Linked DNA regions of Zea mays: region 1 is linked to region 2. A link is a contact called in public Hi-C data. All regions are on one chromosome and are shown on one strand. Each heading gives the region's core, a stretch centred on a gene start, on an enhancer-like site or on the middle of the called end of the contact. The rest is flanking DNA. Distances are from core to core; before and after follow the strand shown. Region 1 holds the start of LOC100274253. Region 2 holds the start of LOC100274211.

Evidence for each region. A called contact is a pair of places that touch in the nucleus more often than the background predicts.
Region 1: a contact with region 2 is called in a Hi-C map of ear, with 3 times the contacts expected there. The contact joins the promoter of LOC100274253 here to the promoter of LOC100274211 in region 2. A contact is called at or near these places in 3 of 25 Hi-C or Micro-C datasets (ear, root tip and tassel).

Annotation. Positions count from the first base shown.
Region 1 is chr3:49,221,821-49,226,587 of Zm-B73-REFERENCE-NAM-5.0, reverse strand. It overlaps LOC100274253, which reads right to left and starts at 2,569. Exons shown (of 8, transcript NM_001148619.1): 1 at 2,216-2,569; 2 at 2,051-2,113; 3 at 1,798-1,959; 4 at 1,534-1,716; 5 at 1,309-1,439. The coding sequence starts at 2,428.
Region 2 is chr3:48,766,381-48,771,167 of Zm-B73-REFERENCE-NAM-5.0, reverse strand. It overlaps LOC100274211, which reads left to right and starts at 3,223. Exons shown (of 2, transcript NM_001148583.1): 1 at 3,223-4,126. The coding sequence starts at 3,349.

The DNA.
Region 1 (4,767 bases), core at 1,320-3,819, 460 kb before region 2:
GGCCAAAAAAGTATCATCTGCTGGGTCATGTACTCTTCAGGAGTTTGCAATCTATAGAAGACAACCAACCAATACACGAAAGGCAGTCCTTTTGAAAGTTGAGATACACGAAAGATATTCCCTCTGCCCCATTATATCTGTCGTCTAGGCAGTGTTTTGGGGTCATGGTTATTAAAGCGGTAAAACATTATGAACCACCTTTTTAACATTTAAACATTTAAACGAACGTTGAAACGTCTTTTCAGACTTGACATAGAAGTTCAAATATAGAATAAGTTAATACATAAGTTGAGTACTTGAGTTCACAAACCAAATAGCATAAAAAGAAACAGATCAAGTTCAACCACACAAGTTACGACTTTTATGCATGATCAGTAACCATCATCGAACTCATCAATATTAAGACCATGAGCATATTTCCATCCTGGATCATTTGACTTTGGCCTTCGTGACTGATCTTTGAGTGGGTCATAGGAGTCATTACTTTGACCGACAGACAATGCCTCACTATTTGTTGCCATTGAAATTCACTGTGAGCAATATGGTTGCACAATCAGTAGTTCAGTACTCACCAATATGGTTGATCAAATAGAGATCGAATGATTGATTCACTGTGAGCAAAATCGGTACTCACCAAATGATCAAAATAGAGAGCAGTGGAGGTGGAGGATAGCTGGCTGCTGGTCTAGGGCGCTGGCGGAGTGGAGCCGCAGAGGATGGCTGGCTGGCTGCTGGTCTTGGGCGCAGATCTGCTGTGGGGTAGGCGGCCGGCGGTGGCGCAGGTCTGCTGTGCCTCCACGGCCGACGGCCGGCTGTGCCTCCATGGCTGAGGAGAGGAGAGACGCGCCAGAGATGTTGGAGGAGAGGAGAGAGGAGGGCGGCGGCCGGCTGAGCCGTTGGAGGAGAGGAGAGTGGAGGGCGACGTGCGTCCAACCACCTAGAGAAAAACCTAAAGGCCCAGGAAAGGCCCGGGACGGGTAGAACGTCCTCAGCACGCGTAAAACGTCCTAAAACGCGATTAGGACGCTTAAGCAACGCTTAAACTCGAAACGGACGTTCTACGCGGCTTACCTAAAACGCTCGGATGTTCCAACTACTAATCATGTTTTCTCGCTTAAACGACGCTTAAACGATTAATAACAATGTTTGGGGTGTCTAGATTCACATCACGTTCTATGCATCCAGACCCAACTTATGTCCAGATTTAGAGAATCTTTCTTGTAGCTGGTATAAAGCCAGAACAACAGATATAATGGGGCAGAGGGAGTACATTTAAACAACAGAGACCAAAGTGTGAAAAATACTTACATCTCCCATCGTCGATCAAGCACATCAAGCTGTTCTTGCAACTTCTCTTCTGTCCAGACTAAGTGCAAGGTGTCATGGTCAAGTTTGGATACAGCAGGAACTTGTGAAGCAGTGAGTGCAACCTTGACACCCTGCAGGCATGAATCCAACTGAACAAAATGCAGCATGCTAGTGGGCACTTGCTTCAGCAGAATAACATAATGCACGAGAAAAAAGGGAGCATGCCTCAATAGGGTCTTGTTTCCTGCCCAAAAGGTACCTAGCTTTCCCATGTTGCGTCAAAAAACATAATGCAATATGAGCATCATCCATGTCAACAAAGAAGCTATTGAATTTGCTAATCGTGACAACACATGTCGATGTCCAATGAGAGTCACTCAATTGCCTAGCAATATCGGCAGCTCGTTCCTGCAATCAACTAGCAGAGAAACAAATAAAAATACTGTATGCTACCAAACAAAGACACTTGGGTCGAGCAATTTCACGTACCTCAATCAACAATTTGAACACGAGGATATCCTCCTGCCAAACCGCCTTCCTGGAGCTGATGGTCATGAGTCTCACCCTCCTGACCAGCTGGTGCAGGTTCGTTGAGGATGGATCAATCAGCTCGGATTTCAGCAGTACGTCCCCATCCGCACGCATCTCTTCCTGAAAAATGCCAAAAAAAAAATTCAAAATCCAGTTCCCATGACCTAACGCAACAGCTGGAGAATCTGAGACAGCCGTACGACGGGCAGACCAGAACTTGCGGCAAGCATAGCGGCGTGAGCCCCCCGGGGCGCGCGAACCAAGCGCTCGTCACCTGCAGTTTGTCGGCGTCGCCCCGTCAGAACATTCAGAAGAGAGGAAGAGAGCTCAGGTGGGTTGGTTAGTGGGGCAGTCCGGCAGTGGGCGGGACGCATACGTGGTGGGCAGGGGCGGAGCAGACGCGGAGTCGCCTGGCGACGCGGAGGAGAAGGTCCTTCCAGAAGAGGACCGTGGGCTGAGGCCAGTCGCTGCGCTGCCCCGTGAAGGCCTTGAACCTGGCGCGGAGGTCGGCGCTGTCCAGGTCGTCCCACCAGGCAACGGCGCCCACCTCCGCCCGCACCGCCGCCTCCCACCCCTCGCCGGAAGCCATAGTATCCGAGAGCCGAGACGGTGCTGCCCGCCCGCCCCCGGAACCGGAAGCGGTACGAATTGCGGAAGCGGGTTTGGAGACCGGCGCCGAGGGGGAAGGGAAGATCGAGAGTGGACACGGAGGGGAAGCAAGAACGGGGAAATTTTGCTGGGCCTCGGTTTGTGACCGTCGTTCCAGGTTGTATATAAGGCCTGAGTGCCTGACCAGTCATCAAAACAGCCTCGTTTTTTGGCCCAGTTTCAACCAGGCCTAGAAGCCCATAAATTCTAACCAGGTCATTACAGCCCAAACGTTCCCAGGGCCGCTCCGAGCCCATACCAGCAGCTCACTCGCTTCGATTGATTCCGAGGGCTCGCGGGCCAGAGGGACACGTACGTGGCGTCGTCAATTCGTCTTCCAAACTTTCCCAAGCACAGGCTTGCTCCTTGTTAAGTAACCCTAGTTAGGGTTATGTGGGCAAATACCGACTTTGCCCCTGAGGGGTCTCATATCTCTATATAAGGAACATGTACACCCCTTCATAAGACAGAGATCAGAAAGAGGCCAGAGGTCCAACCATATATCCTGTGTCTCGTGTGTTTCTTCTGTCGTGCTTATGGGAAGGGAGACGGATTCTCTACAGCTTCTTGCGTCTCTACTGCTGATGGGAGGGAATGGAGCGGATCTGGTGATCCGTGGTAACGTAGTTCTCAACACGTTATCAGCACGCTCTACCTCGATGTTGCTGCGAGATCAGATCTGCATCAACTCTCCGTCAAGCCGGCAGGTCCCCGGCCTAGCCGAACAGTCCTACGCGACAGTCTTCGATTACTCCTCTACGCAATCGAACGGTATAATTGTTTTTTTAATCTAATGTTGGTGGAATCTCGTCATCGCCCACCATGTCCAGTGGGGCTCCTCTCGATCTACCCCGAGCACCATAGTTCGTGCTCGCCTTGGAGTCACGACCGCGCGTCGGACCTGCACCGCTCGCCCGCACATCAGAGATGCTCACGTCACGTCGAAAGCCGTGCGCCTGAGCTATGGCCGCGCCAGGAGCCGCACCCACGCCAGCAGTCGTGCGGCCCTGGCAACCGTGCTGGCTGTCACGCCAGGATCAGCGCCCGCGCCTGCAGTCGCGCCGGAGCCGACTGCCCTGGGAGCTACATCCGCCAGTCATGCATGTCGTGGTCTCGTGGAGATGAGAAGTCCTATCCTATTCTTGTGCGCCTGGAGTCGTGGAGATGAAAAGTCCTATTCTTGTGCTGCATGGAGATAAGGACGTACGAGAGAAAAAAAAGTGTTCGCACTATTCCATGCGTTCGTGCCATGAAAAAAGGCATTTGGGCCCACTTCCCTTTGACCAGTGAACGAGTCAACCAGACGCAGATACTTCCAGCGGTCTATCCATGCAAGACTCCTCGAGTAGGCCCCCTATTTTATATAAATAAATTCATGTTGAATTTAAACAAGTTAAAGTTGTATGTTTACTTTTACGTAGTAATTTCTACTTTAATTAATTATTTCCTGCAGTAAATAATTATTAGAAAATGCATGCTTAAATATGGAGAAATGTCTTTTACACCTGATGTGTTATGTTCATATATTAATTATGATGTTCATTTTTTCTGCATTAATAATTATTTTCCGTAGTAAATAATTAGCAGAAAATTATTAAAATGCATGTGAAGGTTATATTGTGTATACTCAAATCGCTCTAAATATTTGTGTTGCGTTGAGCTTTTGAACTCACGCCGAGCGATTAAATTGTATAGTGGGTACTCAGACACGTCGATCAGACTACGTTATTAATCGACCGAGTTATGGCATTGGCTGAGCACTGGCTGCGCCCTGGCAACACGACGCAGTATTTGTGCCGTTCGAACTTGGCTGCGTCATGTGATTGTTATGTCGCGCTCTCCATTAATTGGATTGCTCCCGTTGAGTCAGACCGTCATCGCTGAGTCGCGTATTTTTTGCATGCCCTGTAGGCACTGTCTGTCTGACGCGAGCCAAAATTGCGCCTGTTGCGCATGTTGCGTGGATTTATCGTGTATAGGGGTGGGCATTTTAAAACCGAAAATCGAACCCGAACCCGAACCGAACCCGAATAGACCGAATTATTGGTCTATTCGGGTTTTCGGGTTCGGGTTCGGTTCCTATATGTGCTATATTTCGGGTTATGGGTTCGGGTTCGGTTCCTAACCTATAAAACCCGAATAGACCTAATAACTCGAAATATAAAAAAGCTCTTAATATGTGATGGTATTATTATATGATTTATGAACTTATTAGCTAGAAATAATGATATCATCTAAACGATAGTATATATATCTTTGTATGCTAATTTTTATAGTCAC
Region 2 (4,787 bases), core at 1,974-4,473:
ACTCGTTGTTTTTTAATAAGATAATTGGTTAAAGTTTTTTTTAAATCGACAATATATTTATGAACGGAGGGGGGTTGGGTAACCCGTTAGGAGCTTTTCCTGTTTTCGTTCTGTCCATTCCGAGTTTAGGAATTCCAGGCAATATATAAGCCCATCCGGTAGGCAGGCACACTCTGCCTTGCGAATATATATATCGCATATGCTTCCCTCCACCAGCAAGCTCCGCAAGTCTTCTCTTCTCTGATCAACTTGGTTCTCTACTCTTGGCTGCTTGTTGCCCACCCCGCTCTCAGGTCAGTTTGCTCCGCTCTCAGGTCAGTTTTGGAAGCAGCCTCGTCTTCTTTTATTTTATTCACCAATGAATTTAATATTTTATCTTTCTCAAGACCTTCGTTCCTTAGCTCAATTACTTCGAAACGAAGGTTGTTTAAAGCCATGGTGCACCCTTCATCTTCGACACTTTTTTGCGCCCTAAGGGCGTTGCTGAGAATAAGTCCCTGCAGAAGGAATGTGATATTAATAAATAAACACACGAATTTCTAACCACGCAAAAAGTGTATTTTCTCACCTTTAAGCTGTTATATGCTAAGCTATCGGCCAATTCATCTTTTGACAAAACTGAAAGCCCATCTTCTAGAGTTGGGAATCCGGAGCTTCTTGCCATCTCCCGGCAGACAGAGATCTCCTTGCTGTCTGGGAGACAGTACAAGAAGTCCTCTTCTCCACTGTCATTGAATATCAACGCCCCTTTCGGATATTTTAATTTCTGGGCGTAATGATGAGCTTCTCGTTTTTCATCTTCAGATAGTATTTTGCCCGAAGCATGTCGCACAATATAATCATGCAATTTGGAAGGTGCTTCGGCAGTTGAAGAAAGAGTTTTTTCAGACAGAATTTGCTTTAAAGTTTCCTTTTTACTTTCTCTTTCGGTTTCCAAGGATTTTTGTTTGGCAGACTCTGAAGGTCCAGTTTTGATTTCAGCCTGGTGCTTTGTAGTTTCGCCTCCAGAAGCTGTTGTTTCAGTTTGTGCTTTTTGAGCTTCGGCAACTTTTTCGGCGTAGAGCTTGAAGACTTTATTGTCTCCAGTACATCCAAAATATTAACCATCCTTTTCCTTTTGGGGGTCACAGCCGGACCCTTCTGAGCTTGTGGCACTCCAACTTCTGTCGAAGGGTTTAAAATTTCTGATATTTTTGTCCCTTCAGCTTTTGACTCTTCAGTTCTTTCAGCTTTCGGCATTGCAGACAGCTCTTCAGCTTTTTGCGCAGGTATAGCTTTTTGCGCAGGTAATCTAGCCTTAGTTTAGCCCTAGTTTAGTCTTTCACAACCATCTCTATTCGACTCTACGCCGATTAGGGACGCCCTGGGTTGCCTTTCGACCCCGGAGCAACCCCTAGAACTCTCCTCATCGATAGGATCTACCCGGAGGCGAGTTCTAGGGTTCTTCACGGAGAAGAAGATCCTCTGCGCCATCAGGGACCGTTCGGCCCTAGGCGCGGACCGTCCGGGCGTACGCAGGGAAGGAGCCGCTCTTGCGCCAGGCCGCGGACCGTCCGCGCCTCCGCAGAGAGCACCACCATGTGGTTCACTCTAAGTGTTTGGCGTCCAGATCAGCGCCAACAATGCCCTTACTTGATATGCTAGAATAGAACAGATCAAGGCATTACATAAAGAGTGATAAAAAGATAAAACTTCTGACAAGTTTAAAATAAAAAATCGTCTAAAATCTCCTCTTTTTTATTGCAGCTAAAGTATAACGAATTTGAACTTGAAATCTTATACTCCCTCCGTTTCGTTTTATATGTCGCTGGATAGTTCAATTTTGTACTATCCAGCGACATATAAAACGAAACGGAGGGAGTATATAATTAGAGCAGGGTGGAAAGAATATGTATGATTTCTTTTCAAAATCTTTTATAAACTTTGTTAATTCATGTGCAGAGGATATGTTCTCATGTTTTTAGGTGCAGAGATTGTGGTTGAACTCTGCAAACCACAATGATCCATAACGAAAAATCCTTCGCTACTTCGTACTGTGCACATTTCTTACACACTCTATATCCTGGCTAACGTGCAAGCAGAAATGCGGAAGCCAGTTTTCCACCGGCATGGAACATCTAGATGCTTATTTTTTCGTGACGAGGTCGGTCACATCTTTTCCTACAACGTTAGCATGATGGGTTTGGAGAACGATCCCAACGACCCAACCCCACATAGACTGGTCCAGTCCAGCATGGCATGGTGGCATGGTGCCGACGTGCAGTGGTCCGACTCCCTTTTACGAGACGCGATTGCTTTTCGAAAATGCACGGCTTGGGGAGGCTCGATCTAATTTTCATTAGATCTTGTTCAATTATTCTTATTATATATGAATTGGATGAGATTCAAAAAATTTAGAAGAACTTTGACTTGTTTAGGATTTAAAACTACCTAATTACACTTAATCCATATGAATTGAAAGCTAACCGAACAAGGCCTTATATGGTTGTAGCAGAAACACGGGTTTCTTTAGAACAAGAACTCCACTGGGAAAGACTACGTGGCTAATTAACCTGATTCGAACTGTAACGATCAGAATTTACAACGATTCTCTGCAATCTGCGTAACATTTGATTGTTACCCCGAAAGTTCCAGAAGAGGATTACAAATCTGCAAGCATTTTCCTCGGGTTAACAGGCTAATGATTTTTTTTGTTAGTTTTTAGGACAACCTGCATAGTACAATTCAGTTTGGTAACCCGTTAGGAGCTTTTCCAGTTTTCCTTCAGGGTCCGTTTGGATAAGTGGAATTGAATTCCATTCTAATAATAGTAATTTAGACATATATCAATTAAGCTAATTCGCTTTTATACGAAATATATTTGTATACTGTTATTAGGAAGATGTCCTATATATTTATGTGCTATATTTTTACTATAGAAGAGTGGAACAAAGAGTGTCATGTAAGTTACAGAATAGAAACAAATTCTACTCATGCATAAAATCATTTCCTATCCTCCACCCTATGAATTTGAGATAAGCTTATATCTAAACTTTGGAAAGTGGTGGAATATCAAATTCTAAACTAAATAAGTTACTTTATTGAGTGAATTCCAATTCCTTTAAAATGAAGGGATCCAAACACCCAGTCAGTCCATTCCGAGTTTAGGAATTCCAGGCAATATATAAGCCCATCCGGCGGTAGGCAGGCACACTCTGCCTTGCGAATATATATATCGCATATGCGCTCAGTTGCTTGCTTCCCTCCACCAGCAAGCTCCGCAAGTCTTCTCTTCTCTGATCAACTTGGTTCTCTACTCTTGGCTGCTTGTTGCCCACCCCGCTGTCAGGTCAGTTTGCTCCGCTCGGAATGGCCTCCCCGTCGACGGAAGCCCCGCTGCCTCACCCGACCATCCGGGACGTCATGGGCCACGACGACGACGACGACTACTACGGCGACCACACCATCGCAGAGGAGGAAGAAGGGGACGAGGAGGAAGAGGAGTGGGACATGAGCAAGCGCATGTCGCGCCTGTCCTTGGAGGGTTCCGACGGCGGCGACGCCGACGACGAGGCCGGGGTTGACGAGGAAGAGGACGACGAGTTCGAGGTGCCGGAACGGTCGGACGTCAACGCTGCCACCGCGTACCGCGCGTGGCCTCCGTACGAGGATCCGCAGCAGGCCCCGTCATCGGCGTCGCTCCCGGGCACGCCGGACCGCGGCGCGCAGGCGGCGGGGTGGCCCGGGGCGAGCGCCAAGGAGTACGCGAGCGAGACGGAGGCGCGGTGGCCGCCCGGCGCCGACGGGCGCGGCGGGAGGCGGCAGCGGCAGCACCAGCGCCGGTGGCAGCGGATGGGGCGCGAGGCGTGGCTGGAGCGCGCGTGGCGCATGCGGAAGCAGCGGCGGCAGCTGCAGGAGGAGGTGGTGCCCGTGGTGGTCCTCGGCGGCGGCGGCGACTCCCCGGCGAGCCGCGGCGGCGTGGCGATGGACATGGAGGAGGTCCGCGCGTGCCGCGACCTGGGCCTGGACCTCCCCTGCGACTGGACCGTGGAGATCCCCTCCTACTACGCGCTCTCCGGCGTCGACACCGCCAGCAGCGGCGGCAACTCGCCGGCCTCCGCCGGCAGCTGGCGCATCTCCAGCCCCGGTAACTAATCAACCAACCGAAACCCCGGGCCAAGCATTTCAGAATTTCTTTTTTTCTACTGCGCTGCTAGCACAAACGTAGCCGGCGATCTGTTTGTCAAAAGAGTGCTCCGAACGGTTTGTCCATTACCGTACGCGACTTGCGTCGGTCAGGTCGAGGCGCGGAGCCGATCAGATGAGGTCGCTCTCGCTCTCGCTCTCGCTCACCCTCACCGGCCGGCGGCGGCGGGTCAATTCGTAACTTCGTTGCTGCGCGCACGTCCATTTGGCATGATTCATTAATGAAACCGACGGGCGGGGGCTTTGCCTACCCGCCATGCACGCACGTCACCTCACATCGCACGGGCGGAATCGCATGCATTCGATTCGACGGCCGTACGTCTCCCTCTTTGGCTCTTTTGCCCTGCCTTGCCAGGCAGTGCACTCGAACCAAAACTAAAGAGCACGCGCGCCAGGTGTCATGCTCATGGTCACCTTCTGTCTCATTCACCTAGTACATGGCAATGGGCCGGGGATTCATCGGTGGCGTGGCGCATCTGTTACCTGTTAAGTAGGACTGTAGGAGTATTACTACTTGTCTGGCTAGGAATTGGACTCGCGCAACCCGTGTCGATCAACCTACGCCTGCGGCCTCGTAGCAGTCTCGGCACACAAAACGAAGT